Linked DNA regions of Mus musculus: region 2 is linked to region 1. A link is a contact called in public capture Hi-C data. All regions are on one chromosome and are shown on one strand. Each heading gives the region's core, a stretch centred on a gene start, on an enhancer-like site or on the middle of the called end of the contact. The rest is flanking DNA. Distances are from core to core; before and after follow the strand shown.

Region 1 (3,643 bases), core at 558-3,057:
TTAAACCACAGTCCTTAAACCATTGCAAGTGTGTTGGCCCTACTGCTGGGCTGAAGATGTCTGCCCCATCCTGAGGCAAGGCTCTGTCTGCCGAGGCTGCAGCCTCCCTCCCGATGAAATAACTCCCCACTATTAGCTTTATTTAATAAACATTTGCCTCTAAAAAATATCAGCTGTGCTTGGACTTCTGTTTGTGTGTGTGGAGCACATGCCAAGTTCAAGGCCAATTCAGACATACTTTGAAACTGAGTTTACATGTTTCTAAGTACATTTGCTGTTCAACCTTCAAAGGAAACCGTTTGTACCAAACCCTCTCAAAAACACCTTTGACTGCGGTTTTCACCTGCAGGTCCCAGAGTTTTCTAAATAGTCGTCAGCGTTGTTGCCCTTTTCGCTGATGGTTGATATGTACAATTGTTTAATTTAATCACCAATTCGCCAAGTTGGTCTTTATTGCTGTGTAGGTATTTATGGGAGCTAGAATTTGGTTACATTATGGTAGACAGGCTGGGGGTCGAGGATAACAGTGACAGTTGAGAAATGAAATGTTTCGTGTTGGAAACAGTTGATGATGGGGGGCTAGCTAAATGCCTGATACCTAGAATCACAGAAATAAGAGTTGGAGGCCAAGGTGAATCATTCATTGGTGAACAGCGCCCCTAGCGGCAAAAGGGGCCGGCAGCAAGGGTGACTAGGGAAGCTCCCGAATTTTAAAAAGGCACCTGCTGTGAGTTCTCATTATACAAACAGGATCCACAGGTGCCCGGGCTTTAAGAAGATTCAACTCAGGAAAATACAAGTCTATAAAAACTCCTTTAATGTATGCACTTTTGTTTAACTCTGGAGTGGGTACTCGCGCTACACGAGGTCTTGGTGTAAGCCCTTACTTACCAAGGATGAGCAAGAAAGGGGAATGAGTTCTGTTAAAGTTTGATCCTTACTGACAATTAGCGAGTGAAGCCAGAAATCGCTAAGGGCCACGAAGTCAATTGAAACAAAAAAAAGTAAAGAGCGCTGCAGGTACACCTGTGATGGGAGGCCGCGGGGGGCGTCCTCTGCATCCCCCAGCTGTGTCAGAGCGGGGGTGGAAAGGAAACCTCGTGGGGAGTTGACTCCGAAGCTGGGTGAAGGAACTCACTACCCCACTGGATCAGGAAAACGACCCCACGCACACCCTCCCAGGAGACACGTGTAACTGTCAAGACACTGTGAGCCTTAGGAGCAAATGTCACTCCAAGACATTTCATTCAGACATTAGCTGCCTCAAGGCCCCCAAGCAAAGCGTCTTCTTCTCCCGTGCCACCCCAACCCAACCCCCGGAGTGAGCACCTGGCGGGGGACCAGTGTCAAGGCTCTGGGAGCGCGAGCCAGGGGGGTCCTCAGATGCGCCCTGGGTGCGTTTGCTCTCCCTGTGGCTGTGGCACTCGCGGAGACCCTGACTTGTAGCGAGGTGGCGGGGAGAGGACGCGCAGGCAGCCGCCTGTGCGGGTGACTTACCTCGGGCTGCACGGGGCGCCAGCAGGGCCCCAGCCAGGGCCAGCAGGAGGGCGCGGGCGGGGGGCGCGCGCCGCGCCGGGCGCTCTGCCATTGTCGCCGGCCTGGCGTGCAGCTGCTTCGGGGGCCCCGCGGCCAGCGCTGCAGCATCCCACGCGGGCGCCGAGCTGGGGGAAGTCCTACTGCCCTGAGTCTGCCGCGACCCCCTCGCGCAGCGCCCGGGTCGCTGAGCAGCGAGTCTAGCCTTTCATTTTTTCAAAAAAAAACTTTCTCCCCTCCCCGTGTGTGTGCGTGCGCGCGCGCGCTACTCTGGCACGAGCCGCCCTTGACCGTTGCAATAAATGAGCAGCCTGTCCGAGTTGGCGCCGGGGACCAGCGATCTGAGGGCGGGCCTGTGCAATGGATCCGCGGCCAGCAGTCGCCGTTCTCATTACCACGGAACAAATTAGCGTCTCCCCCGCACCCCGCCTTCCTGCGGCGTCCCGCGGGTCCTAGAGACCGCTCCGGGGTCCCCGACAGCCTGGGTCCTATCCACTCCCGGGGGTGGCTGGATGCAGGATACCCTCAGACCCCTTGTGCGAGCCGCCGCGTAGACCAGCTGTGTGGCGCAAAGGCGCGAGAACGCACACTTCCCAGCCTCAGGATGATGTGGCCGCGGGGCCCGGGGCGCCGGCAGCCAAGAGCACACGCGGCGCCGGGGTCCAGCTTTCCAGACTGAGGCTGGAAAGGATGACTGGGCTGCTAGCTGCTGGCTAGCTGGGAACCGGCGGGACGCGAGGAACAGGTCTGGTATATGGTGCACAGCCAGGCAGCCTGTGGCTGGACGTTCCAAACCGCCAAACCAGTACCTCACACCTCAGAAATAAGATTGAATTTACAGTAGCAGGCACTCGGGCACAGCGTTTTCGCTGTGGTGCTCTGGTTTTGATGCTGATAGATTGGCCAAAGTTTCCTTTCAGTTATCTAGACCCAGGAAAAGGTCCAGATACGTTCCAAACTTCACTGATCTTAAGGGGCACCTGGCTTGGCTGGTTAGAGATGCAAATTGCAGCCGGACTTGGTGATGCATGCCCTTCATCCTAACATTTGGTGGGCTGAGACAAGAGGGTTACTGCAAGTTTGAGGCCAACAAGGGGCTACACCCTGTCTGGTTCAACCTGAGCTACCAAGTGAGATTCTGCCTCAACAAAAAACCAAGATAGTGGGCAAAGCCTGACGGGGAGAGAAAATGCCAATTGCCAGGCAGCCTCCTACATCTTCAGAGTGAGCTGTTCTTCGGGAACACAGCTAGGCTAGCCCCAGTAAAGGGATGGAAGGCCTCACCTCAGGGTTATAGTTGTACCCTTCCCCGCCTTCTCATTGGCCTGACATATTCCTAATCGGACTCTTTGTGTTCCTGAGAACCAAGTGAGAAGCAGCAGGCGACAGACAGACAGACAGACAGACAGACAGACAGACAGACATCTGGAGAATAATGGCCACTGTGGTCCCTAACATGGGAACTTCTTAGAACTTGTAAGGGCTCAAGGGGATGCCACACCCATCCTGGCCAGTGAACCAGAACCCATCTTGGGCCTGGCAGTTTTCAAAGCCTTAGTTGATTACACTGCAGCTGGGGGTCGGGCCAACCACAGAGATTCTGTTCTGGTCCTACAGCTTCCCCTGTTCTGGGTCAGATCTACAGTATGAGGAGAGTCGGGTTGGGGAAGGCTGTGTTCCTGACCACCTCGCTGGAAAGTAGCCTTACTCTCCAGCTGCCTCTCACCAGCAGTGGTCTGCAGTAGTCTCTCACTTCAAAAATGACATAGGACCTTAAAAGTGAGAGGCCTCATATTCAAGTCAGAGCAGGCATCCTTTGAAATCAGCCCAGTCATCCATAGCCACCCTTGTGTGTCCTGGTATTTACGCAATCAGAATTAGCAATGTTACATTAGGGACTTGGGAAATGAAGCTGTAAAGAAATGTCTCTCACCTTCAAAGGCTCTTTGTTATTGTTATTGTTGTTATTGTTGTTTTTCTGTTCTGGTCAGGGCCTCTCTATATAGCCCCACAGCTGTTCTAGAACTCACTATGTAGACTACACTGGCCTCGAACTCACCGGAATGTGCCTACTTCTGCTTTCCAAATGCTAAGGCTAACTGTGTGTGCC
Region 2 (3,643 bases), core at 307-2,806, 1.4 Mb after region 1:
GGACATGAACCCTGGCACACACACTCAGCTTGGGGACAATGTTTGGCACTTCTGGAACTCAAGAGGATGGAAATCGAGCTACTCACCTCCAGGGCCTCCCATGGGAGACCGGCTCACTCCTGATAGCATGTGCTCACCAGCTGCAGATCATAGCTCCTCTGGACCAGTTCACAGGAGCCACACTCATTCACTGGAGAAGCAGGCTTTTGATGGGGCCTTTTGGCTGGGAGCTTTGTGGTGATAGGAGGGCACCCTAATAGGTTGAGAGAGAATGGGTCAATTGATGACCACAAGGACACCAAAGGCACGGTGCAAGGGTAGGGATATGTGTCTCTCTGAGGAAGGTGGACCTGGGAGGTGTGAAGAATGGATGCACAAGTTGGTTCCAGGAAGCCAGCAGTCTCTATGACAAAGAATTCAAGGCTCTGAAAAGCCAGGCCATTGTGTGCCTGTTCCTCAATAACTGTATCAAACCTCGGGACCGGGCTGTTTCCTTATACCTGGTGCTCCTGATTCATCTGGGTTGGGACACAACAACTGTACCCTGAGGGGAAGCCACCTTCCTCCACCTCCTCATTGAAGAGAGAGGCTGGGCCAAAGATGCTTAGAGAAATAGCTGGGCTGGGCAGTGGTGGCGCACACCTTTAATCCCAGCACTTGGGAGGCAGAGGCTGGCGAATTTCTGAGTTCAAGGCTACCCTGGTTTACAGAGTGAGTTCCAGGACAGCCAGGGCTATACAGAGAAGAGAAACCCTACCTCTGAAAACCAAAGGGAAAGGAAAAGAGAGAGTGTGTGAGAGAGAGAGCAGGGTACATTGGGGTACGAGGAGGTCACCCTTCGTCAGAGTCCTTGAACAAGTCCCACCATTGCACTCCTCTGTCCCCTGGAAAGAACTGAAGGGAGATAATTTCTAAACTGTAGCATGGGGGAAGTCCTTACCCCTACCCAAGGTCCTGATGGGGTCTCTGCCCTCTACCACCCCACCCACCCACAGGCCCTCCGGACCCTGGTGCATCCCAGCCGCTGCTCACCTGGCTGCTGCTGCCCCTGCTCCTCCTCCTGTTCCTGCTTGCAGCCTACTTCTTCAGGTAGGAGTGTCCCCAGGCGCTGACGTGCTCTCACCAGCTCCTATGAGGAAATGAGTGTGCTGGAGGCTGGGGGTGTGGGCCCAAACAGCTCAGACAGCGGCTGGCCAGGCCTGAGCTGCCACACAGCTCAGCCATGAGCAGCAGAAAGAACTTTTCCCGGCTCACCTGGTGGGTATCACCACACTCAGGGCTTGGGGGTTCCCGCGGTGCTGAGACCTAACACATCTTGTGTGTGCCTTTAAGGTTCCGGAAGCAGAGGAAGGCCGTGGTCAGCAGCAACGACAAGAAAATGCCTAACGGGATCTTAGAAGAGCAAGGTATTGTACACTGGGCTTGGTACAGCGGGCAGGCATGGGGCTGTCACTCAAGCTTGCCACTCTCTCCAGCTCCTCCTGGGCTCACGCTGTCACTTGCTAGTAACCCAGAATCTCTGTTTCGGAACTTAGTGTGAGAGGTCGTTTTTTCCCTGCAAGAGAGCGGATGTCTGAGACATTTCAGTTTGTGAGGTTTTTTTTTTTTTTTTTTTTTTTTTTAAAGAGACCACTCATATCCTGTCGGTTTAGCAGGGCTTTGCCAAGTCACATTTCTCACTGAAGCCTTTGAAATCACCCCGTGATAGGGCTCTAACTCATGGTGAGGAGTGTTCAGATGTGACGGTACTACCTCAGGATCAAGCTGGAAAGGGCACTGCTCTGCCAGAGCTCATCGCTCTTGAGAAGGAGTGCCAGTGAGGGGACATGCCTAACTTAGATTCCAGCTGTGTCCTAACTTGTAAACGCTGCTTATGAAAGCTTGTTTTTCTCTCCTCTCTGTGTGGTTTCAAAGGTGCAGGCTCTAGCTGAGTCGGGGTGGCATGGGCTTCTAATCTCAGTATTCGAAGGCACTTGTTGAGGCAGAAGCAACACAGGTTCAAGGCCAGACTGAGCGACGTAACAAGATCCATCTTCAAATGGCCAAGGGACCTGGGGATACAGCTCAGTGGCGTAGCACCTGCCCAATATATGCCGAGCCCCTGGTTTTTAGTGACGATTTAAAACACAAAACGCTGGCTCACAGCAGTGGTTCCAGCTTTCTGTTCTAACTTCCTGCAGAGCTTTGCCTGCCTTGAGGTAACGTGCATGCCGTCAGAACTCAAGCGACACTTTAGAACTCCCCCAAGGTAGTAAAGGAACTAACACAACCCCACAGATGGGAAGGCTATGGGCAAGAGAGGGCTCAGCTGAGCGGTAGCATTGCAGGGCTTGGGGGACCTGCACATCCGCATAGACAGGTCTGGTGCATCTGCAGTCTGCAACCTGCCCTTCTCGCCTCCCCGCACATCCCAAAAGCCAGTGCAGAGGGAAGAGTGTGGCTGGGAGGGGCAAGAAGGCAAAGGCTTCTACCAGCTCATCTGGCTGCAGCCGAAGGGTGTCTCAGTGAGCTCTGCAGGTGGGACAGGGCCTTTTGCAAAGGTGACAGCTGACTTATTCTACTGATCTTATGGAACCAGCTCCCTCTCTGTGAAGAGAGAAATGCCAGTCCCCAGCAGCCCTTTGTAGTGTCCTCTCCTCCCGTGCTTCAGAGATGGTTTGTTTCTCTGCATTGTAATGCATGTGATTTAAGGAAGCGGGTCTATGCATTGCCAAAAAGGGGAGGCTGCAAGACAGAGATCCTGGCAGTCCCCCCATCTGCTCTGAGTGTATACCCAGAGCCCTGTGATTACTCTTCTCTGGATCTAGTATCATGAAGCTGCCATGCCGTGCGTGGAAGGAACATAGGCTAGAGGGAAGGCTGAGTGGTGGGTGAGCTTGCAAGCAAGGTCAAGAATACGATGTCTATGATGGACAGGAATGCTGCCATCACTTGCTGAAAATAGGGTGTGTTGGGAAGGAGATGTTTGATTCAGTTGCTCAGAGCTGGGTTAGCCCCAGGGTGAGCGAGCGATTTGAGAGGACTGGTCCCCTCCCATTGTGCAGATCCATCAGGAATGCTGTCCGACCATCTAAGGAATGAGTCAGCCATGGGCAATGGAACTAAGTGGCTTCTCTGTTGCTCCTGGCCCTACAGAGCAGCAGAGAGTGATGCTGCTGAGCAGATCTCCATCAGGCCCCAAGAAGTTCTTCCCCATCCCCGTGGAGCACCTGGAGGAGGAGATCCGGGTGAGATCTGCGGATGACTGCAAGCGATTCCGAGAGGAGTTCAATGTGAGTGTCCCAGGTCTCGGCCATCGCGAGGAATAGCGGGACAGTCCCAGCCAGTAGTTCCAGGGACTCGGGACTTTATGTCACTTGTGGAGCTGCTCAGAAGTGGGGTCTGGAGAGCCCAGTCACTAGTGCAGTGCTCTTCACTGGTGCTCCTTGTTCCTTAGGAAGTGAGATGGTTGAGCCTGGCGCTCCTGGGGGTTGCTGCCAGCTCCATGATTGGGTGCCATGATATGACAGCAGCTGTGATAAACGTGTAATTCTACCATGTGGTGCGTGGTGTAGGTGGCAGTTTTATTTATGCTGAAGGATACAGGGAGCCTCCCACAAAGCATCTTGTCATGGTCCCCAAGAGGTCCAGCTTCTAATCAGAC

What was found. Capture Hi-C pulls out chosen DNA fragments and counts their contacts.
Region 2: a capture Hi-C map of embryonic stem cells shows a contact between it and region 1, with 7 times the contacts expected there. The contact joins the promoter of 5830432E09Rik here to the promoter of Adam12 in region 1. A contact is called at or near these places in 4 of 39 promoter capture datasets (the C10 cell line, embryonic stem cells, hippocampal neurons and 1 more) and 2 of 9 other capture datasets (adipose tissue and embryonic stem cells).

The regions. Positions count from the first base shown.
Region 1 is chr7:134,223,290-134,226,932 of GRCm38.p6, forward strand. It overlaps Adam12 (a disintegrin and metallopeptidase domain 12 (meltrin alpha)), which reads right to left and starts at 1,808. Exons shown (of 23, transcript NM_007400.2): 1 at 1,498-1,808. The coding sequence starts at 1,588.
Region 2 is chr7:135,650,758-135,654,400 of GRCm38.p6, forward strand. 5830432E09Rik (RIKEN cDNA 5830432E09 gene) reads right to left here and starts at 1,557. Exons shown (of 3, transcript NR_015548.1): 1 at 1,033-1,557; 2 at 87-253. Ptpre (protein tyrosine phosphatase, receptor type, E) reads left to right here. Exons shown (of 21, transcript NM_011212.3): 4 at 996-1,089; 5 at 1,333-1,406; 6 at 3,136-3,272.